Regions from separate parts of the Sus scrofa genome. Here region 1 is linked to region 2. Evidence: chromatin contacts called from public Hi-C data. All regions are on one chromosome and are shown on one strand. Each heading gives the region's core, a stretch centred on a gene start, on an enhancer-like site or on the middle of the called end of the contact. The rest is flanking DNA. Distances are from core to core; before and after follow the strand shown.

The links. Hi-C and Micro-C count contacts between places; a contact is called where the count stands out from the background.
Region 1: a contact with region 2 is called in a Hi-C map of embryonic fibroblasts, with 4 times the contacts expected there. The contact joins the promoter of PLS3 here to the enhancer-like site in region 2. A contact is called at or near these places in 1 of 5 promoter capture datasets (liver), 16 of 47 Hi-C or Micro-C datasets (adipocytes, alveolar macrophages, embryonic fibroblasts and 10 more) and 1 of 2 datasets of contacts at active chromatin or transcription factors (skeletal muscle).

What each region holds. Positions count from the first base shown.
Region 1 is chrX:94,883,701-94,889,234 of Sscrofa11.1, reverse strand. PLS3 (plastin-3) reads right to left here and starts at 4,137. Exons shown (of 18, transcript XM_001925936.6): 1 at 4,005-4,137.
Region 2 is chrX:94,675,675-94,681,031 of Sscrofa11.1, reverse strand. No RefSeq gene overlaps it. Among named protein-coding and RNA genes, the nearest start is that of LUZP4, 47 kb to the right of the region's middle. Within about 2 kb of position 3,886, at least 17 of the 83 cell types and tissues checked have an H3K27ac peak or open chromatin away from gene starts, as enhancers often do. A contact at or near this core is called in embryonic fibroblasts and skeletal muscle, where this site is marked.

The DNA of each region.
Region 1 (5,534 bases), core at 2,888-5,387, 210 kb before region 2:
GAAAAAAAAGACAAAAGACAAAAAAAAAATTTATTCCCAAAGCAGATACTCAAGTTGTCATGTATTGATAAACATTCATTTTCAATTTTGTACCAGCTACCTTTGGAATCTGTACTAAACATCAAAAACAAACAAAACAGTTGGCTAGAAACCCTCCTGCACTGCTGGTGGGAATGTAAACTGGTACAGCCACTATGGAGAACAGTTTGGAGATACCTTAGAAATCTATACATAGAACTTCCATATGACCCTGCAATCCCACTCTTGGGCATCTATCCGGACAAAGCTCTACTTAAAAGAGACACGTGCACCCGCATGTTCATTGCAGCACTATTCACAATAGCCAGGACATGGAAACAATCCAAATGTCCATCGACAGAGGATTGGATTCGGAAGATGTGGTATATATACACGATGGAATACTACTCAGCCATAAAAAAGGATGACATCATGCCATTTGCAGCAACATGGATGGAACTAGAGAATCTCATACTGAGTGAAATGAGCCAGAAAGACAAAGACAAATACCATATGCGAACACAATAGCAAATTCATGAATTTATCCTATGTGCTAATAATATTATGTCAGTCAATTTCTTGGAAAGGTAAATAGAAATGCCTAAAACGATATGGAAAAATGGCAAGTGGACTTTCTTCCTCTTCCCTGTCAGTTTCACCAAAAAGAATCACTTTAGTGCTCAGGCACCATGGCCAAGCTACTAACCCCCTTCTTTTCAGTAACAGTCACGCTCTTTGCCTAGGAACAAAATTTCATGCGGTTCCTGATAGTACCCTGGATACTGACATTCTGCCAGTATAAATAGTCACAGTCAAGTCTAATGTGCTTGTAACTATTTGCAGAAGAGACTTAATCTCAACCCAAATATTACTCACTAGTTATAATTAATCCTTCTACCCCAAATGCATTAGGCCTAGACATTTTTAGCAATTGACTCTAAATGATGGCATCAGATTGGAGACCTTGGACCCCCGTGTTGATTGTCTGTGTTAAATCAAGGCAGAGCATAATTTCTTCAGCTCCCCACCCCAGATAAAGAAAGAACTTGATAGCTTGTAGCATGTAATAGTAGAAATTAAGAATTACACTCACAATCCCCTAATTTTAATGAAAGCCTGGGTTCATTAGATCATACCACTAAAAAATAAAAGTCAGTTTTAAATAAGTAAACACCCCAAGACAATGGAAGGCTGTGTGGACTGAGAGCCTTCTGAGGAACCTGTTTTGACATGAGTTAATACTATTTTAAAATGAGCTTATCTCTCTGCCACTTTAATTTAGTTGGACAGTTGTACTCTTTTTTTTTTAAGGTTAAATATTTATTAGGCGTTCAATCTAAAATTATATTATCATCTCACTTCCACTAGGGGGGGTCTATCTACCAGTGTAGTTAACTCTAATTAACTCAGGTGCAGCTTGAGTCCACTTCCAGCTCATCTGTGCGGAAAGGCTAGCCTTGCGGTCAGAACTATGTGCTTTAAAGCTGTTCTAGTTTTTAGGCTCAGAAATCCATGCACAGCATGAAAATGGAGTGCTCAAGTCATTCAGAGGTTGCTGCAGTAGACAAAGGGTTTTTGGCTAAACCCATACAAAGCCCAAATCTCTTCAATGTTCCCAGTTTCATTTTTAGCTGCCCTAGTTGTTTTCAAGGCTATGCATCAAATGGGTCCATTTTTTAAAAAATAAGTAAAGCTTTTAAACTCTCACCCTCAGAGATTGCTCTGCCCATTTCTGTACTCTGCAATATATAATCTGAATAACAAAACTGCCATGCTTTTCCAACAGCAATCTTAACTTGGGCCACATGGGTGGGTATTGGTCTTTATGGGAGTTGTTTCTGGGACCTCACATTATTCTACTAAGGTACTGACAGGCAAAAACCCAACTAGCTCGACTTCTCAAATTTAGTGTCTACTGTTGTCGTGCCTGATTTCTGATCCGAACCACAATGACTGATAATTAACTTTAGCCAAGATTATTCACCACCTTCAAGCATATGCCTAATATAGAGAGAATACTTCAATTGGAATATAGGCCAGACCCAGGGACACAGACAAAGCCCAATTTAAAAAAAAAAAAAAACCCACTATCTTATGGCTTCAAATCTATCATTTCAGAATGAAATAGGGCGTGAATAAAGACATTTTCCTAGAAAATAATTAGTAAGATATTTTTAAAATTGAGAAAAGCCATAACTAGATTGAAAGGCCACAGGGGAGATATATATCTCAGCACAAACATATTTCAGCCCTTATTTTAAAAACAGCTCCTGTTTTTATTTTGGATAAGATCTGAGCACCAAATTCCCTTTCTGTTTCCTTCCATCCAAATCCAAGTAGAATTCCCTTGAGTAGAGGCTGGTTCACACACCCCCCCTCCCCTTTTTTTGTCGCAGTAGTTTTGGGAAAATGGACTTCAGCCATTACATTCCAGTTTTAAAGGCAAAAAAAGTCGTGTGACCATTAGCCTAGGGGCATCAGAGACTTGGGGCACGTGATGTCAACTGGCATGTGTGGGGCTTCGGCCACTATGTTGGAATTCACTGTAAATTGCATCTTCAGGATCAAGTTTAGGCTCCCAAATACACTGTGGACATCCTGTATGGCGGAGTATGTGCTAACCTCTCAGTAGTTTTTGATTCCACCTATGTTTTCTACCTACTGTGCGGCCAGTCAGGATCTCTCCCCCCACCCCACCCCCGCCCCCGGTTACGTGTCGGGCATCCCCAGCATCCCATCCATCTGATCCTAAATGGCGAGGCTCTCGAACCCAGTTAGCTCTAAATTCAACCCTGAGCACTACCCGGGATGTTGTGCAGATCAGGTGCGGAGCAGGGAGCGTTACTAACTGGGGAAAGTGTCAGTAAGCATTAAACCCACTCCCACCTCCCAGGCTGGGATCTTCTGCCCTGGAGCCGGGCGGTCGAAGCCGCCAGCACATCAGAACAAGTAGCAGCAGCGGCGGCGGCAACTTTGGGGCTGGCCAGAAGCCAGGGCGGGGGTGGTCGGCGTCCCCCGGCCTCTCATTAGTGCGCCTAAGTACAGCGGGTGGGGAAAAGTAAATACCCGCAAGTGCAGCTGAGTGGGGGAAGGGGGACGTTGCCCCCCTCCCACCGCCCCTTCGCCTCTGCCTCCCGTGGAGCCCGGAGAAGTGCCATGCCGCTGCTGCCCGGATCGCGCGCCCCTGCAGCAGAGCCGGAGAAGCTGAGAAAAAGGAGCGGACGGGTGGCGCGGAGTCGGGGGGGTGAGGAGAACGGAAAGGTACTGCCCTAATGGCCCAGAGATGTCCTGCTACTGAAAGGAAAAAAAGTGCTTACTCATAGGGAGACGCGATGCGATCGCGACGCTCTCGCTCGCTAATGGCAAGGGAAGCGGGCGGAAGGCAGGCAACCGGAGCCTCGTTCCTTCCCAGGGCCACTGCACCCTGCGGAGTCGCGGGGCAGGAGTGAGCCCGCGAGGTCACCCGAGGCCGGTGAACGGGGGCTGGAGGCGTCGCGGGAGGCCGGCTCCGGGATTTCCTGAGTCCGGAGCCGGCGGAGGAGGAGGGAGGAGGGTGGCAGAAGCTGGAGAAGGACGACGACCGAGGGAAGTTAGGCGCTGGGTTTCCACTTCGGGGCCGCGGCCACGGAAGGGGAGAAGGGCAAGGGTTGGCGTCAAGGAGTCCAGCCCAAGGTTGGCAACAAGTTAAGAGCAACTAGTGAGAAAGCACCATCTATCCAGTTAAAAGCAAAAAACGTTTGCGGCGGGTGGTGGTCGTGGGGAATACTCAGTCACTCCCACCCATCCTCGATGCGACCGACCGCTTTGGCGCCCAAGGGCTAAGACTGAAATTTCTCCAGCTTCCCTCTTAGCCCCACTCCCCCCCTCCCCCCGTGCCAGGCACGTTCCGGCCGAGGATCTCGGAGATGCTCTCCCCAGGACCCACTCCCGCCCACGCCCAGGAACCCCGCTCCCTCCGTGCCCTCCCGAGCCTGCAAAGCACTTACATAAAGTCGCAGAGTCCCGGATCCGGCCCGACAGCCTCCGACCGACGCACTCAGACAACTTCTGCGGCTCGGAATCTTTGCGGCTGCGGTTCTAAAGCCAGCGCTCCCTCCCCTCCTGCCAGCCCCCTCCGCCCCTCGGACGCCGCCATTGGCTCGGGTGGTGCTAGCAGTCGGCCTGGGAACCAGGAAGGGGATTGGGCCACGAGCCTGTCACATCAACTGGGTGGGGAGTTGGGTGAAGAGGCACCGGGATGGGCGTCCTGAAGGGATGGGGACTGTAACTCTGCGGCAGGGAGCCGAGATTGGTCCTCTACTCCCGTTTCTCCCGCACCCTGGCTAAAAAGAAGTCCTCAGAGCCTGGCTCGGGGACCAAGTTGCAGATAATCGTGCGGAATAAATGAAAAGATGAAAATGTTGGAGCGAGAGTTTGAACCTCACGAAGCCCCTATTGAAGTCTCTGGAGGGTACAGTTTCACCCCAGAAGCGTGAGAGAATCTTGGCTTGGGAAGGGACCTTGCTAGTCTGTTTCTTCTGCTCCGCGTAAGGAACAACGCCGAAGGAAAACCTCAGCAATCTTCCCTTTCCTAGCAAGTCTAGGGAGCAGATGGATAGATCAGGACGCGGCTCTCATGTTTTTTGGTTTTTGACTTCGTGCCAAGGAAATTGTTGACCAGAATCACCTGTCTGGTCTGTTTGTCCATGCGGAAAAGAGAGAGGTGGAGGTGGGAAGGGATGGTGGAGGTAACGTGGTTCCACTCGTTTGACTGGAAATGGATGTCAGTTCTCATCAGTTCCTTTCCCCAGAGGAAACTTGGAGACGTGCTCCTGCTTCCCAGAGTACCTTTTCTTCTTGGCCTCTTAGCTGGCCTCTTTCTTTAATTCGGGCAGGGATTTCCCCTCTTTATCTGCATTCCAGTGCTTTGGCTCGAGCCAGGTCCAGAATCAGGTCAGAGGACCAGAGTTTGACGGATTCCCCAGGTCAAGAGATTGGCTTGGGGGACAGCTGTAGAAGAGACAGGTTAAGCCCTTTCCCGCTTCAGTCGCAACCATTTTGTTCAGGAAATGTATGGTGGAAATTTTTTAAGAATTTAAAATTGGTTCAATGACATCTCATTTTTATATGAGCTAGGAAAATTGCTAAATTAAGAGTGGCCTGGAAAACTGAATGGTCTTGTCAAGGAACCCTGCTTCATCTACTTTTACAAACTTCCTTAGCAAAATTAACCTATAGCGAGTGCCAGAGCTTCTTAAATGGGCAGGAAAGGGGAGTTCATATACTACCTAAAGGCTAGGTTGGCAGAGAAGGAGTTGGCGCTGGGAAGAAGCCTTGTTAAATACTAATTAATGATTAACCAACTGGAAGAACATAGGAAAGGCACAGAAAGGTGAAAAAGAAATGAGAGGGCAATCATGCTTTCAGAAATATTAAATTTCTGTTGTGAGAGATTTTGTGCTGGGTCAGGTTTGGGTCAACACAAAAATACTGATTTCAACATGTTTGTGTTTTGTCCACTGTGTAGTACATTGCCA
Region 2 (5,357 bases), core at 2,637-5,136:
ATTAATTCTAGCCTTCTTTTCTGGCCTTCTATAAACCCTGGCTTTAGTTCATTCAAACTGTACATCTGTCGAAGAATTAAAGAGATTTTATAGTCTAGTAGAAAAAATCCTGAAAGCCTTTTTATTTGGTGGTTGTCTTTCAGTTAGGTGCAAAATAATCAAAATGAAAACATATTTCATGATGTCCTTCTGTTTAAGTGATTAAAGTGAATCTGTCCATATAAAAGCTAGTCAGAGTTCAACTGAACTGTGATTATAAGAAAAGCCTTGGCTGTTTTTGGAGGCTGCAAAAAAACCCTCCAAGTTCAATGTACTCTGCAAGGGACTATCCAATTCCAAAGGTAAAATGTGGGAGCTGCATGTGCACAAAAAGCACAGTAGCCAAAGCTGCTCCTACAGCCGCCATCGCCCTCCAGCCTGGAAGGCCTTGGGTCCAGGCCAAACAGACACTCATTGGGGAATAAATGGTCTGATCTGTGAACAGTTTGCACTATGTAACTGAACCTGTTGAAAGAGAAAGCCAGGAATGGACTTATCCTTCTTACATCATTTTCATGAAAACTGCCAGTTACTGAAAGATTTCTATGTGCAAGTGTGTTCTTTAGATGCACATATGCACATAATCAAAGACATAGGCCTTTAGACCTCCATATTGATACCACTGTTCCTGGTCTTTTGAATTGTTTAAGTGCTAGCTGGCTATATTTGGTACCAGACATTTATGAATATAAGTATTTCATATTTGTCAGTGTTTCCCTTGCACTTCAACCTAGGCCACTTGCTGGTACTCTGACACCTTGTTGGCTGGCTGTCAGTCACATGAGCAGCAAAGATACAGATGAATATACCATGAGATGGCTTGGGGGCACTGAAGTAGAAGTGCCTGTGAGCCTGAGTGACAGTACAGACAGCAGGGAGCAGAGCTGGTGGTAGGTGGGCTAACTCAGGCTGGAATGAAACTGCTTCCCCCGTGAAACACGATGTGCTCCAGAAGCTTCTAGGAGATTCTGGACACAGTGCCAGACCTTCCTTGTCTCCCATCATCCCTTCTCAAAAATTCTCCTCTCTTGCTTCCCATCCTGAACCCCCACTCCCTCCCAATGTATATTCACATCATCACTCTTTGTCAACTTCTCACTTTCTTTCTCTTTCCTCTAATCTCTCTCTCTCTCTATTCCTCCCTCTTCCCTCTGACACACACATATCCTTGTACCCTAGGGTTTCCAGATACCTAATATACGTCCCATAAATCTACCAACTTTGAAACTCTGTCAAAATCCCAAAATATTACCCATCAGCAAATTCTGGGGAGCCAGTCCTGGATATAACATCTATAACCAGCCACCCTGCCGTATCAGGCAGCTGACTAAGGCAGTGTGCTCACAGGCCTTCTTAATACTCTTGGAGGAGCCTCGGTATCACAGTATCTCCATCATCATCGTGATTGTCTTTTATCATGTATGGTATGGTCTTGAGATGGGAAAGTTAAAAGGGGAAAAATATCATTGAAACACAGTGCTCTGAATGTGTACATTGTTACCTGACAACACTGACCAGATTTTTATTAAGTTCCACTGAATACTTTTTGAGAGAAAAATATTGTGCCCTGTGGTGCTGCCATTTGAAACCCCATATCTTGTCAGAATTCATCTTTTAGTCTGGAAAAGAGACTTATCAGACTGCCACAATAGTGCCATCTATGGCTCTTCAGAGCACCGGCATGAAAACCATTGAAATGACTGATTCTAGGCACAAGCCATTCTTTATTAATTGCACCTCAGCGATGACTCAGGAAAATTGTAATTAACAATGCTATTGGTACTTACCATATGCCAGCACTGTTCTAAGTGGTATAAATGTGTTGCTTCATTTAGTCCTTATAACAACCTTATGAAATTACATAGCAATTTAATCTCCATTGTTTCAGTGAGGAAACTGAGGCATGGAAAAGTTAAATGATTGCCCAAAGTTACAGAGCTAGTAATTGGAAGAGGGAGAATACAAACTGAGCCAGTTTGGCTCCAGAGTAAAAAACCTACCAGCTGTGCTAAAAAAAAGACCTGAGGCTCAAGTACATCTATCCTATTTACCTAGAGCCACTCCTATGCCATGTTTTCAAAGTCTTTCTGTGCCCATTGGCCACATGTCTCAGGGGCCAGTTTGCAAGATATGCTTATTTTCACAGATCCCCTTGGAGTCCATTTGACTCCACCTTCGTGTGGAAAAGGGGTTTTGGAGGGAGAGAGTTGGGGGAGCAAGTGTCCTTTACCAAACACCACATCTATTCTCTTCTACCCCTCATCTCATGGTCCTCTTTAGAATAGCCCTCTTACTTTTCCGCTGCTTTTAATTTCGATTTTTTAACTAAAAGGCCTTAGAGATGTAAATGAAATCTCTAAACTGCTGAGGGTTTACAGATTCACTCACTTTCATTTGAGATATATATCAGAAACATTTGGGGACCTTATTTAAAAGGCAGATTCTGGACACCTATCCCAGACCTACTTTAGTTCTGAGGATAAAGTCTATAAATCTGCCTTTGTGAAATGCTTCCCAAGTGATTCTGATGCACCTGAAAATTTGGGAACCAGTACTCCAAACCAGTATAGTTTGATGTATAAAAGGAGTAATAGTCTTAGGAACTGATGATCTAGTGTACCTGGCTCTACAACTAATTTCCTTTGTGACACTGAGCAAATAAATTAATTTCTTTGGGCCTCAGTGTCCTCATCTGTAAAAAGGGACATCTTTCCATCCTCTCAAAGTTGTATAGATCAAATATAAATGTGTGTGAAAGTACTTTGGAGTTTTATAAAAATAACACACCTTATTATTGTGGGTGGGGTCAGGAAGAACACTGGAGAAGGAATGCTGTTGGCAAGGACTGAAGGGAGGAGAATTCAGTTTCTTTCTTTTCCCCATCAGAATCCAGACAATGGATTATAGTATCGTGGAATTTCAAGGTTCTTTCCGACTCACAACCACCCTTCTCCTTCAGGTGTTCACAGTTTACTATTAACAGCAAAGAAGGCCCCTCCCTTCCAAAACATTTCTCTAGGTGGAAAAAACCTATCTGAGAGGGTTGAGATTAGCTCCAGGTTCTGATTAGTGCCCAACTTGGCACCGTCAGTGAGCGAGTCACTGGATCTTTCCTCTTAGTTATTAGGGGCAAATGTAATTAAACAAATGTAATTAAACAATATATTTGTAGAGATGGAGAAACAAAGCATATTTATTTGTGCTCATCCATAATTAGGCTTAGAATGGTACATACCAGAGGTGGTCATCTTAAAAGACACAGAAAATATTCTTCATTCTTCATGCATAATGAGTCCAAACATTTGCTTTGTTTCTGATATAAATGGGGGATCTATTTATTTTCAAGTTGAATTACAGTACTTAGGCCCCTTTCCTTACTCTCCATTCTCCTAAGTTTTAGTCAAAGGATTTTATAAAGGTTTTCAGCACTTCTAAGATAAAAATTGGGTCTAGGGTTTTGTCCAAACATCTGGTTTTCAATTTTTGAAAGCCTAGGTCATTCCTGCCTTTCGGAAAAGAATGCCTGCCCATTCTTGTCCATTCCCTGAGTGCTCCATCTCAGTGACTTTCTTCTCTGCTATTTTGACTTTCCGACCAGGAAATGGATTTCATTAACTTTAGCTTGCAGAGCAGAGGCTGTACCTGAGGTGACCCCAAAAGTCATTCAAATATTCCATCCAAAAGCAGGCAAATGCTCTGTGGGAAATCACAAAGAAGAGGTGGAAAAAGAGAGAGAGAGAAAGAGAAGAGACGAAATCAGGCTTTGATGAGCAGTTCAGCCAGGCCGGCCCCCTTGGAAGGGCGCCAGCGTTGGTAAAGCAGCAGCAGCTCTGGGTTTCAGTCAGTCTGGAATGCACTTCAATACAGCCCAGCCTCCCTCTCGTTAGAGGCCTCGCGTTTGATGATTCAGCTGCTTCCCGGCTGCCAGGAGAGATTTGGCCAACTGTTTGAAAAACACTGTCTGCCCCAGACCACACTTGTTTTTATTCTCTGCCTGTTGTCAGGGGCCTCTTCTGAAATGGAACACCTCAGGAAATCAGACCCAAACTCTGAGGAGTTTATGCTGTGCCCCCTTTTCAAAGGCAATTATACCAGAATAGGGATTGTTTGTAGCCAAGTGCTTTCCTAGTGATGTTGAAAGCAGACAATGCATTATCAGGAGCTATCTCTCATTAGATCTTCTTTAGATCAAATGAAAAACATAGCGTGCAAGCAGACTCATCAGACATTAAAGGCACAGCTGAGATGTGCCACTGCTGAACTCCCCATACATCAGTTTGTTCAAAGATGCAGGTTAAAGGTAATGGAGACACACATTTGGGGAAGAAATTGAGCAAGAGCCTCTGCTGAAGGCTGGACTCTTGAACTCTACTGTTTGCTTCTGAGAGGTCCTGTAAAGCTACGGGTCCAACTTTCTAACAAAAGAAGCTGATCCTCAAAGTGGACTGGGCTGCCTCGTGCAGAAATTAACATTACCTTCAGTGCAGCTTAGTGATTAAGACAATAGTGTTTGGAATCAGATGGCCAGAATGTGTAGCCCAGGCTATGCCACTTAATATTTTGTGAATGTTGGAAATTTAGTTGTCTATGCCTCACTTTTCTTATCTGTAAAATAATAGTACCTTTGTTATGAAGTTGTGAGATTTAGAAGTGAGTTGATACATGTGGAGAGTTTAGAATAGGACTTAGCATATGATAAGCCCTCAAAAGTATGGTTCACTAGTAATGTTAATAAGGCCCTGAAGGTGTTCTAGTCAACACCTCTCACGTACCGTGTAGCACAGTGATTGAGAACACAACTTGTAGGAGCTACAGCTGCTGGCCTATGCCACAGCCATAGCAATGCAGGATCTGTGCCGCACCTGCAACCTATACCACAGCTCACGGCAATGCCAGATCCCTGACCTCCTGAGCAAGGCCAGGGATTGAACCCACATCCTCATGGATACTAGTTGGATTTGTTTCTGCTGCGCCACAATGAGAACTCCTGAGAACACAACTTTTTAAAGTAAGAGAGTCTTGTGTTTCAATCCTAATTCTACCATTTCTTAGCTGTTTGGACTTGGGTAAGTTACCTAACCTCTGTAAGCCTCAGTTTCCTAATTTGTAAAATGGGGATAATAATGGCAGCTACTTCATAGAGTTGTTCTGAGGATTGATAAACTATGTAAAATGCTTAATGCAGTAGCTGGTCCATAGTAAGTGCTCAATAAATGACAAATAATCATATAATATGCTGAAGACTGTGTGACCCTAGAAACCTCACATCTTTTTTTTTCTAGTTTTGGCTCTATGCAAATACTAGATAATATTTTAAT